Regions from separate parts of the Sus scrofa genome. Here region 1 is linked to region 2. Evidence: chromatin contacts called from public HiChIP or PLAC-seq data. All regions are on one chromosome and are shown on one strand. The core of a region is the stretch at or near the end of the contact, and the rest is flanking DNA. Distances in the headings are between cores, read along the strand shown. Region 1 has its middle 120 kb from the start of ZFP36L1. Region 2 overlaps RAD51B (DNA repair protein RAD51 homolog 2).

Evidence for each region. HiChIP or PLAC-seq counts read pairs in DNA pulled down with a chosen protein or histone mark.
Region 1: an H3K27ac HiChIP or PLAC-seq map of skeletal muscle shows a contact between it and region 2. The contact joins two enhancer-like sites. A contact is called at or near these places in 1 of 47 Hi-C or Micro-C datasets (embryonic fibroblasts) and 2 of 2 datasets of contacts at active chromatin or transcription factors (alveolar macrophages and skeletal muscle).

What each region holds. Positions count from the first base shown.
Region 1 is chr7:92,376,994-92,382,873 of Sscrofa11.1, forward strand. No RefSeq gene overlaps it. Among named protein-coding and RNA genes, the nearest start is that of ZFP36L1, 120 kb to the right of the region's middle. Within about 2 kb of position 1,883, at least 44 of the 83 cell types and tissues checked have an H3K27ac peak or open chromatin away from gene starts, as enhancers often do. A contact at or near this core is called in skeletal muscle, where this site is marked.
Region 2 is chr7:92,136,688-92,142,397 of Sscrofa11.1, forward strand. The region is part of intron 10 of RAD51B (DNA repair protein RAD51 homolog 2); the gene reads left to right. Among named protein-coding and RNA genes, the nearest start is that of ZFP36L1, 360 kb to the right of the region's middle. Within about 2 kb of position 1,579, at least 1 of the 83 cell types and tissues checked has an H3K27ac peak or open chromatin away from gene starts, as enhancers often do. A contact at or near this core is called in skeletal muscle, where this site is marked.

The DNA.
Region 1 (5,880 bases), core at 633-3,132, 240 kb after region 2:
GTCGAGGACTTGCTATGAAATCTCTGGCCAGCGAGTTCCCTGGCTGGTGCCTCAGTTTACCCTCTAGTGAAATCAGGTCAACTGCCTGAGCCAAGGACATGAGACTTGAGCTTGGGGGGCGAGATGGGGGGTGAAAAAGATAAGTTGCTAGGGCTTACTGGAGGATCTGGAGGATCCATTTGAGGGGTTCTTAATCAGTGGGGAGTCTGCAAGGGGCTAAGTTTTAGATGAAAACTTCTAAGAGATGACAAGTGAGCAAGGTCTAACAGCGAGGAACAGGAAGAACAGAGAAGATAAAGGAAGAGACGAGCCTCCAAACAACATTCAGGGAAAAGGCTGTGCCAGGGGCTACAGGGACCTGTGTCTGGGTTCACTCTTCATGGGCAGAGTCCGGGCAAAGGATGAGTCAGGTACAAAAAACAAAGCGGGCAAGATGGGGTGAGTGGTGCCTGCTGATTAGGTTTGATGAGCTCATGTCTTAAGTAGAAAAGGAACGTGATCAGTTCTGCTTCTGAGCCCCGCGTGGAAGATAGCTAAGGAGTGGGCCAACCTGAAGATGGCACCATCCTGGAACACAGCCCTGAAATACTCTGTCCTGGGCCACTGTGTCAAGAACCACTCTCCCCTTCATCACATGGCACCAGAGTTCCCAGGGAACAAGGCTCTCTCCTCTGTTGAGAGCTTGAGCCGGCCCCAGAGGAAGAAGCATTAGGACTAAGCCCTGCATCTTTCTGTCCAGTTTCCCCCGTGCCTTGAACTTCTACCACCTCCCTTCCCTTGCCAGCAACCTGGAGGAGAGGAAACTCTACCCTGATTTTTTTGTTGTTGGTTTTTTTCTTTGGTTTTTTAGGGCCACACCCTCAGCATATGGAAATTCCCAGGCTAGGGATCAAATGGAAGTTGCAGCTGCCAACCTACACCACAGCCACAGCCACATGGGATCTGAGTTTTGTCTGCGACCTACACCACAGCTCACGGCAACGCCAGATCCTTAACCCACTGAGCGAGGCCAGGGATCGAACCTGCATCCTCATGGCTACTAGTCAGATTTGTTTCTGCTGAGGCCAGGGATCGAACCTGCATCCTCATGGCTACTAGTCAGATTTGTTTCTGCTGCGCCATGACGGAAACTCCCTATCCTAATTTTAACGTAGGAGCCACTGAGACTTGCATATATTAAGTGACTTCCTCCAGATCACACAAGACTCCACCCATCGCTCGGCCACCAACTTTGCATCTCATCTGCACCCACCTGTCTCCATCAATCCTAACGAGTCAGTCAGCTTTTCCCATCCCTAGGCCAGACACCTCCTCAAATAACAAACTGATTGATCTCTAGAAAAACCAAAGGCCAGTTCCAGTGGTCAAACACTGCAAGCTAGAGAGTTTCTCCCAAAAGTTCTATGGGAAGCCCAAGAATTCTGAATTCCAAAGCCAGCCAAATTTGGATTTCCTCTGTAAAGAGACCATCCGTCCCTGCAAAGAACATACCCTACCCCGTGTAGTTAGTTCCATGTTTCCTAATAACTTTTGCTTACACCACAAAATTGTCATAGATTATGGAAACACAAAAGCCTTGGAAAAGAAGAAAAAAAAAAAAAAATGTCCCGAGGCCCCTGGAAGTCATTATTCCTTCCTTTAGCAATTGCTGAGTTAAGCAGCAAAAATATGGTTTTCATCGTGCACCCCTCCCCCACCCCCCACTCTCTCTCTCTCTCTCTCTCTCTCTCTCTCTCTCACACACACACACACACACACACACACACTCAGACACACTCACATAGATGATCTGCTGGACATATGTTCACAAGAAAGCGGGCCTGTGGGGTGGGAGAAGATTCACATGTTGTGAGTCAAGAGCTTGAACATTTGAAAAGAAAAAGTGGGAGAGGGCGGGGAGTTTGCAGCCCTGGAAATGGAATATCCAGAGGATTTATTGCCTTTGAGTATCTCACGAGGCATTTTTTTTTATAAAAATCTGTAACTTATGGCTTTTTTTTTTTTTTTTTTTTTTTTTTTTTTTGTATAGGGCAGTAAACAAGAGCTCTGAAAGGGGAAGGAAGCCAGGAGAAAGCCAGCTCCATTAGTCACGCAGCTGCATATCCTGTCACAAAGGACCCCAGTTGAGTAATCGCCCAAAATATGCCTGTTATTTTTTTTTTCTGTCAGAAAAAAAATGGGGCCTGCCAAAATGTACTGTAAAAAGGAAAAAAATCTAGTCTCTCAGCCCCAGAGGGGGAAAGGAAAAGAAAGAAGAAACAGACGTGACTTCTCAGCACTTCTAACCCTTTCCCCAACTTATCTTTAAAAGAAAAAGCCCTCAGACTCTTCACAGCGATGGAGCTGGCTGGAAAAAAGCTGGCTCTTTGAGATGCTCCAGGTCTCAGAGGCCGTGCAGTTCCATGGTGCTGAGAGCTTAGAAAGAAGAGGGCCGTCGGAGAAAGAAGGAGAAGGACAGCCCCCAGCAGAGAGGAAAGAAGACAGGCCAATTGAACGAGGCCTTTGCTGGACCCAGTGAGCGAGCTCTGTCCCACAGGGAAGCTGGGCAGCCCCCTCCAGTTTCATGAGCATCGCATGGGCCCAGCCTGTGGCCGAGCACGCTTTTTCTGATGGCCTCAGCGAAACCACCATTGTCTCCAGCCTCCAACGTGCCCTAGGCTGTTTGGGCCACAGAATGGACAAGAAGAATTTGTGTGGCTGGACATCTGACTCTGGGGAAGTCTGAAGAAGAGGATCTGGAAAGGACCAGAGCTGCCTCCAGTCTCAGGAATTTCCCCGAATTGGCTTTGCAAAACCCCTCCATGCCAGGCTCCTGGTGGGGAAACTGAGGCACAGCCAACGAAGCTGTTCTGAAGCCTGGTGCAGTGGCTGCCTCTCTGCCGCACCCTCATTCCCTTGGCTCTCAGGATCAGGATGCGCAGAGCGGTCAGTCCAAACAGAGAGACTCTTGGAAAGTCGCAGCTTTCCACCTGCTCACATTCTGGTCTAGTCAGAACTGTCCACGGGGAAAGGGGTTGTCTGAACCCAGGTGATAAAAAAAAAAAAAAAAAGCAGGAGGTCTTCTCCTTAAGAAAGAGAATAGAGGCCAAAAGGGAGGAATGGGGAGTTCCCGTCGTGGCGCAGTGGTTAACGAATCCGACTAGGAACCATGAGGTTGCGGGTTCGATCCCTGCCCTTGCTCAGTGGGGTAACGATCCGGCGTTGCTGTGAGCTGTGGTGTAGGTTACAGACGCGGCTCGGATCCCGCGTTGCTGTGGCTCTGGCGTAGGCCGGTGGCTACAGCTCCGATTCAACCCCTAGCCTGGGAACCTCCATATGCCGCGGGAGCAGCCCAAGAAATAGCAACAACAACAACAGCAGCAAAAAAAAAAAAAAAAGACAAAAGACAAAAAATTAAAAAAAAAAAAAAAAAAAAAAAAAAGGGAGGAATGGGCAGAGGCACTGCTTTTGCTCTGGGCTGTCTGGAGCCTGTCTTCAGAGAAGCCAGCCTCAGCACCACAGGGCAGGGCTGGGAGAAGATCCTTTCTGGGAGCTTCTGTAGCTGCCTGAGTCCTAATCTGGCTGCTTGACTTTGGGGTCAGGGGAACTCCAACTTCACGGCCAAGTCCATCCCCATGCCACTTGCTGCAGGGAGGCCCAATTTTACCCAAAGCAAGGCCTTCCCAGCTCTTCCAGGCCTTTGAGCCCTGCCCATCCTGTCCAAGGCACAATCTCGAAGCCAGTCCTGAGCTTCATGTCCCAGCTCTGGCCTCCTGCTTCCCCGGGGACAGCTAATTGACACCTAAAGCCATCCAAAGGATGCAGTGACTTCCTGCAAAGACCTGGCTGTGAGGTGAAAGAGCAGCGTCTCCTCCCAGCTTTGCTGCTGATTTACTGTGGGATTTCGGGCAACGCAAATGAACTCTCTGTGACCAACTCTTAGTCTGAGCCTCTACATGCTGCAACGGGCAGGGTACTGGGAATTCAGTGATGGAGAACACAGATCTGGCCCCTTTCCTCATGTGAAATCTGGGCACCCTTTCCCGCCCCTGCTGCAACACAGGATCTCTTGCGTTTCCTGAAACCACTTCCTTCGGTGGCTGAGTCTAGGGGTTAAGGGATGGGATAGGAACAAATATAACAACAAAAAAGAAATGCATTGCACATTTTTTTGCCTTTAACTATTTTATTTTTATGTTTGGGGGCCTCACCTGCAGCATATGAAAGTTCCCAGGTTAGAGGTCAAATTGGAGCTCCAGCTGAGGCCTACGCCACAGCTCATAGCAATGCCAGATCCTTATGCATTTCAATTTTTTGAAGAAAAAAAAAAAACAAAAAACAGCACCACCTCGCACCAGTTAGAATGGCCATCATTAATAAGTCCACAAATAACAAATGCTGGGGAGGGTGTGGAGAAAAGGGAACCCTCTTTCACTGTTGGAAGGAATGTAAATTGGTACAACCACTATGGAAAACAGTATGGAGGTACCTCAGAAAACTAAATATAGAACTACCATATGACTCAGCAATCCCACTCCTGGGCATATATCCAGACAAAACTTTCCTTGAAAAAGACACATGCAACCATGTATGTTTATTGCAGCACTATTCACAATAGCCAAGACATGGAAACAACCTAAATGTCCATCGACAGATGAATGGGTTAAGAAGCTGTGGTATATATACACAATGGAATACTATTCGGCCATAAAGAAGAACAAAATAATGCCATTTGCAGCAACCTGGATGGAACTAGAGACTCTCATACTAAGTGAAGTAAGTCATAAAGAGAAAGACAAATAGTATATGATATCACTTATATCTGGAATCCAATATATGGCACAAAGGAATCTTTCCACAGAAAAGAAACTCATGGACTTGGAGAACAGACTTGTGGTTGCTAAGCGGGAGAGAGAGGGAGTGGGATGGACTGGGAATCTGGGGTTCATAGATCCAAACTATTGCCTTTGGAATGGATAAGCAGTGAGATCCTGCTGTATAGCACTGGGAACTATATCTAGTCATTTGTGATGGAGCCTGATGGAGGATAATGTGAGAAAAAAGAATGTATGTATGTACGTGTGACTGGGTCACTTTGCTGTACAGTGGAAAATTGACAGAACACTGTAAACCAGCTATGATGGAAAAAATTTTTTAAATCATTAACAAAATAATAAAATACATTGCAATGAACCCCCCCCAAAAAAAACAAAACACAAAAACCAAAAATCACCAAATACTAATACTAGCATTTCCAAAATACTTCTAGATGGAGGACAGTCTCTTAGCAACCTGCTCATAATGACAATTCTCCCAGGGCATGTGGAACCCCCTGCGTTAGACAGTCCAGCTCAATGGGAAATGGAAAGGACCAAGCCTACTGAATGACGCACAAACCGCCTCGACGTTGCTCTAGCTCACATCAAAGCCCCGGTGCTGGACTGACTCGCGAGAACGCCTTCCTCATCTCAGCTTCAGCTGCAAGAAGTACCTGAGGGCAGTTCTCCTCGGAGCTCAGCCCCTTCTTGAGGCCAGGTTCTTCATGAGAGTTAAAATCAGAAATGTCCACACAGGCCGCTGACTAATATTCGGGGGCTGACAGACCTGGCCCATGAACCCAGGGGTGCTGTTCTTGTCCCCAGCATCTCAGGTGAAGGACGTCTCCGGAGGAGTTCCACCCCCACGTGGATTTCCCTTTGTGGTGACAGTGACATCTGAGTCACTGAGCATGTAGCGTCACCCCCACCCCACCCCCACCATGCCCTGGAAGGGAGCCAGGGTCAGGTTCCTCACAGTAGAGAAGCCTGCACTTCCTCCGAGCTCCCCGACGGCACTTCAGGCCCTGCAAGCCTGCGGTTGACAGGCACCCGAGGGATGAGGTCTTTCTCAGCCTGTTCTTCT
Region 2 (5,710 bases), core at 329-2,828:
TAGCCTTACCTTTTTACACACCCTCTCCCCCTTTTCTCATTTAGACCTCGCTCTGAGATCCCTGTGATGGCCTCTGCTAAGAGCGTGTCAGCATTTGATCCCATTGCTTTGCAAAGGCTAGTCCTTCTCAACAGCCACCTTGTAACCTATTAAACAGCAGACACTCCTACCAAAGGCTTCATTTGTCTCTGTACATAGAGGGTCTCCTTACCTGTGGTGTTGGTCCAAAGGCCAAGTGTTTTCAAAGAAAACCCACTGAGACAAGTTGGCTGAGCAGCTGCCATAGCATCTATTAAACCACTTCTTCTCTCCCCAAAATCTAATATTTATCCTCAGTTAGGAAACAATATACATTACAGCTTAAAATCTTTTGTGTAAATCTGCCAGAGCCTGTAATATCAGTCGTCCTGTGTGCACTAACCATAGACGTGGACCCTCTTATAACTCTTCTGTTTTCAACTAGAGGAGACCATTAAATTTCCTTTGTGTTTGACGCTCCCTCTCTCCTCCTTTACTGCCTTCACATCTTTGCTGGATAGAAATGTGTGCCAAATGCTGGAAATATGAAGTCAAATAAAATCTGATTTCCTGCCTGAAAGAATCATGCAGCAGAGAAAAAACACCAAGTAGAGGGTGACAGACGTGACTATGTATAAGACGACATTGAGAGGCCGTAACAGAGGACAACATGGGCATCAATGTTCGGATGGTCAGAACTCCCAGTAGGGAAGGTGTGGTCAGCAGAGGATTCGGAGGAGGGTATAATGTTTAAGATAAGACTTGAAAGGCATATCAGGACTTGCTAGGTATATGGGGAAGGAGGCCGAGGAAGCTGTATGAACAAAGACTTCGAGGTGGGAACTGCAAGTGATCCTTCATTAGTGCTGCTGGGGAGGGTATGTGGGTGTCTATGCAATGGGGTGGGGGGTATAAAGATAAAGCAAGAAAACATAGGACAAATCACACTGGAACTTGAAGGCTCCTAGAAGCCCCACTGAGAGAGAGACTGCCAGCAAGGCTGGGACATCCAATTTGCATTTTACAAGGCTCTTTTGGGCAGGGGTTGGCCATACAGGCTTGGAGAGATTTGAAATGAGATGCAAAGAAATGAGGGCCTGACCTCAGACAGTGGCCATTGAGAGAGAGAAGCAGGAAGAGAGAAGAGATGGTGAGGAGGCAAGATCAACAGCATTTAAGCACAGAGATTGGATCTGGAAGGAGGTTCCAAGGAGGGGTCGTTTCTGATGTAAGTAAGTGAGTAGGTCATGGATTACTAAATGGTTAGTCCACAAGGACCAGCAGGCCTGGCGGGAGACAAGAGCTGGCCTTGTTCAGGACACATGACTTGCTTAGTGTGGCTGGGTCCACTCTTCCAACCCAGGCCTCCATGCCTGCCATCAGGAATTAGCTTGGAGATCAGAAGAGATTTCTTATAATTGTGCAGCATCTGGAGCCAAAGTGTTCTCTTCCCCGCTGATCCCCCACTATGGCTTCCAGCCCATCATTCCTTCTTCCCCACCCTCAGTGCTGTTTCCCTCTTTTAGAACCCTGGCATCTATAAAGAGACAGTGGTCATCAGAATGTGTGGGAAATGAGGGGAAACTATTTGCAGTCAGGTCCCTGAGCTCAGGGAGGAGAGAGCCTATGGATAGCTGTATCTCCTTCCCCAGTGAATTCTGGCAAACTTCAAGTCCAGCTGTGTGGAATTGGAATTGGTAACTGATTTGGAGAACTACCAATTTAGGCTTCAAAGTTGCTTTTTTTTTTTTTTTTTTTAAGATCGCCATCTGCAAATTGGAAATCAGGAATCCATGCCTTAGTGGGTCATTCCACTCAATGTCTACTTTGCTCTCTGTTCCACTCCCTGCCTTTCCCCTGCTCTTCTTGGTACCACAGGAAACTGACTGTGTGATCTGCATTTCTCAGGCTCCCTTCCCATTGCTTCTGCTTAGTTTGGGGCTTTGGAGGGAGGACGAAGGGCAGAAGTATGAGAGAAGCCATGTATTTCTGCCTCCCTCTCTCTGCCTCCAGTGGTATCTCAGGCTATAACACCAGTTCTTCCACCATGATCCCTTGTGCACCCAGCTCCACAAAGAGCTAGAGATGGGCAACTCTATTCTCTAGGCACAGTAACAGTACTTCTTCCTTCGGTCCTCCAACCCTAGGGATGTTGGAGGCTCCTTAATGTTGCTCTAGTCTCTAAGTTTCTTCACTATCCCCAATTTTTCCTTTCAGCTCTTCCAACACATTGTAAGTAGCACCCAACATTAAATTTTCCCTCTTAAACTACCTGGGGTGAGTCCTGTTTTCCTGATGGACCCTGATTAACACAGTCTACATAAGCTCTTCGGTTGGTACGTGGTTAATATAAGATCCCAAATAGTCTCCATGGTTCTGTTCCCCAAACGGCTCTTCTGTCTACCATGACTCCCCAGCCCTGAGAGTTGGGTTCCTGGACCAGGCTGTCTTGGAGGGCAAGTGTTTTGTACAGTGCTTCCTGAATGGCATGAGAAAAGGAGCTCTCTTGGCCCAGTCTCCTTCCTGTGGGATTTTCCAAAACTTTCCAGATGTATCTAAGCTCAGGAAACATTTTAATGGCTGAAAATAATGCCTTGTGGGGCTTGGGGGTTTGAAACCAACAGAATCTCCTCTAAAAGAGGTGTGTGTTGAAACGTTTCAGGGTCTATATATATGCATCCAGACCCTGTCCCTCTGTTGTTGAAAGCATGGCAAGCTCCCTCCCTTTAATGGGTTCACGTCATAGAAGAGGGTTGGCATTCTCTCAAGGCACTGATGTCCCAGAGCAGAGGAGCAGCCTCGAAGGTCAGAATTCTCTCCAGGAAGGACAGTATGATGAAGTGGTTAGCTCTATATTTGGATTCTAATTCAGATTCCACTGCAGACTCTGTAAGGAAAATCTATAATCTCCTTCTAAGGCCAATATTAATAGCTGTAAGATTGATCTAAATCATAATAAATCTTTTCTAAGGCCACTTTTACCGACTTAATGAATTGGGGCACCTGAGAGTCTTGTGAGGATAGGATGTAGAATACATTACTGATTTTCCTCAAACAGGCCCTGACGTTCACTGCTATATTGCCTACATTTCATTGCAAATTTTGGAAGAGACTCTGTTGGGGGATGAAGGTTATTGTTGGCCTGAAGCATCCATCAAAGAAAAGTAGAAGTTGGGGAGCTATACCCGTATGCCTTCTCATATCCTTCCATATTAGTCCAAGAAGCAGAGTAATCATTTCTAGTCTGTGGGGCGGAACCTCCAGAAAGTGCTAAGAGGCTCTTACGTGCTCCATCACTTCAGGGAAGAGCTGAAACTCCATCCTTTAGACTGACTCTGAATCCAATTCCATGTCGATCTGTCTGGGCTATGTCCAGGAAGCTCCAAGGTTCTTTAACACAGTAACCACTAACTAGGTTACTTGTGTGGTTATTTGATGACACACAGAACTTTATAGACCTTGGGGTCAGATATATGTTTTATATTGGAAGAGCAGAATTTTAATGCAAAGGAAGCAGGTGGTGTGCACTAATGTGAATGCAGTTTCCAGTGTTTTTGAAATGTCCAGCATTGTATAGTATTGTCACTTCTTCCTTCCTATAAAGTTTCTTCTATTAACCTACTAGGGAGCTGATGGGATGAATAATAGCCCCAGAAATAATATGGGAGAATTTCTCTATTAGGATACATCAAAAAGCTGGGAAGATTTTTTATTCTCTCAGCGATTAAAACTAATTCATGGATCTAGCATATAACACACATACATAAGCCCACTGTCTTTACCTCTAGCTACCTGGAGAAGAGATTCTCCACTGTGGAAAAAGATAATGATATTTTAGGATTAAGTTCCAGCTTTGTCTCTAATTAGGAATGTGATCTTGGGCAAGTGATTCTGAGTCACAGGTTCCTCTTCTATAAAATAATTGATCCAGAGGAAGAAGCAGTGTCATGCTATACCTCATTTATGATTTGGTACAATGGGAATCTTCTTGATTATCTATGATAGGGGTTAAACCATGAGATACAACCCTAGCACACGGCTCAGTTATTGCTTTGGCTGATGACTCCCTCTTGTAATATTTCTCAAGCAGTGGTCGGAAGAATGCCTCTCGGAATCAACCTGCAGAGCTTGTTAAAAATTCAGATTCTTGGGCCTTCCCAGACTAAACCAGCCACACTGGGGGCGGGCCTAGGTATCTTTATTTTTATACATTGCCAGGTGATTCTTAGGTACACCAGAGTCTAAGATCCACTGCCAACTGACAGTACATAGTGTCCTCTGTGGTGTGATTACTTTAACTCTCCTTACCCTTGGCACCCACTCTGCAGGGTCTTAACTCCAATGCTACCCCTGGCTGGATGATTTGGTCACATCTTTTCATCAGGACCATTTTCTTATTAATAGGATGCGGGGGCTGGAGTATTAATCTCTAAGGAATCCTTGGGTTCTAACAATCCATGATGGAAGTACTCTAGTGACTTGTATCAATTCCTGGACTGACCTTAACAAACCAGTTTCTTGAGTGCCTACTATGTGCTGGACATTGTGCAACTTTTACATATGTTCCATCTCTTCTTTACAGTAAGCTCTGAGAGTAGTACTGTCATTATTCACACTTGACACTTAAGGAACTAAAGCTAGGAAACGTGTAGCAACTTGTCTGAGTCCACATAGCTGATGACTGGAGCCATGGTGGAATGGGATTAAACTGGGGTCATAAACTCATAAATAATGGCCTGTGTTGCTGTGCCCCCAGACTTCCAAAGTCCTGGGGCTTGTCCAGTGTGCTGCTCATCCACCCGTCTTCCACTCTCCCAGCAGAGGAGCCTGATTTTGGTTTCCTTAGATGTTTACTTGGCCTCTTGCTTAAGCATTTGCCTTTCCTACTCAATAACAGTGAAAGGACAAAAAAAATAAAAAATAAAAAATAAAAAAAACGAGGGCTGGAAACATTTTGTTTCCTACAAAAAGAAGATTTTGCAGCCAACTCTGTGGTCGAAAGTATTTTTCCTGTGGTCTCGGGATGGGTTGGATCCCATCTCTTCTTGGCCAGTGTCTGAGAACTTAGCCCATGGCTTCCCATCAAGTCAGCACACAGGACGCTGTGTTTTGGTTTTTTTTTTTTAATGAGTGTCTAGTGATGTTGAGTGTGTGCACAGTAGACGGATAGGTCTGTTTGGTTGTATAAGAATGTGTGCACATACCTCTGGCCTTTCCAGGGCAGAGAACCTAGGGGTGGTTTTCCACATGTTGCACACATCAACATAGCTTTTAAAGTTTCATCACTCACACGACAACCAGACAAATTCAGATGCTGACAAAATGAGGGGAGATTGATATGTGAGCCTTATGTGGATTTGTAAGTAATCAGAAAGCCAAGGGAATCTGAGATTTTGACCTGTCACATTACATTTCTTTTCATTCTCAAACGTTCAAATGTTCAATGTTCAAAACCAAGGCACGGGGTTGGTTTTATTAGATGGAGGGGTGGGCTGATGGTGATGCAGCAAATGGGAATTCTGAGGTCAGCCTCCAGCCTGGCCACTTGCAGAGTTCAAGACATCGACCTTTGCCCAGCCTTGCATAAGTCAGTTCTTCTCAAGGATTGCATTTTCCTGTCTGAAAACATAATTAAAAAAAAAAAAAAAAAAAAAAAAAAAACAGCTGTAAGCTTCAAATAATAAAAAGCTCT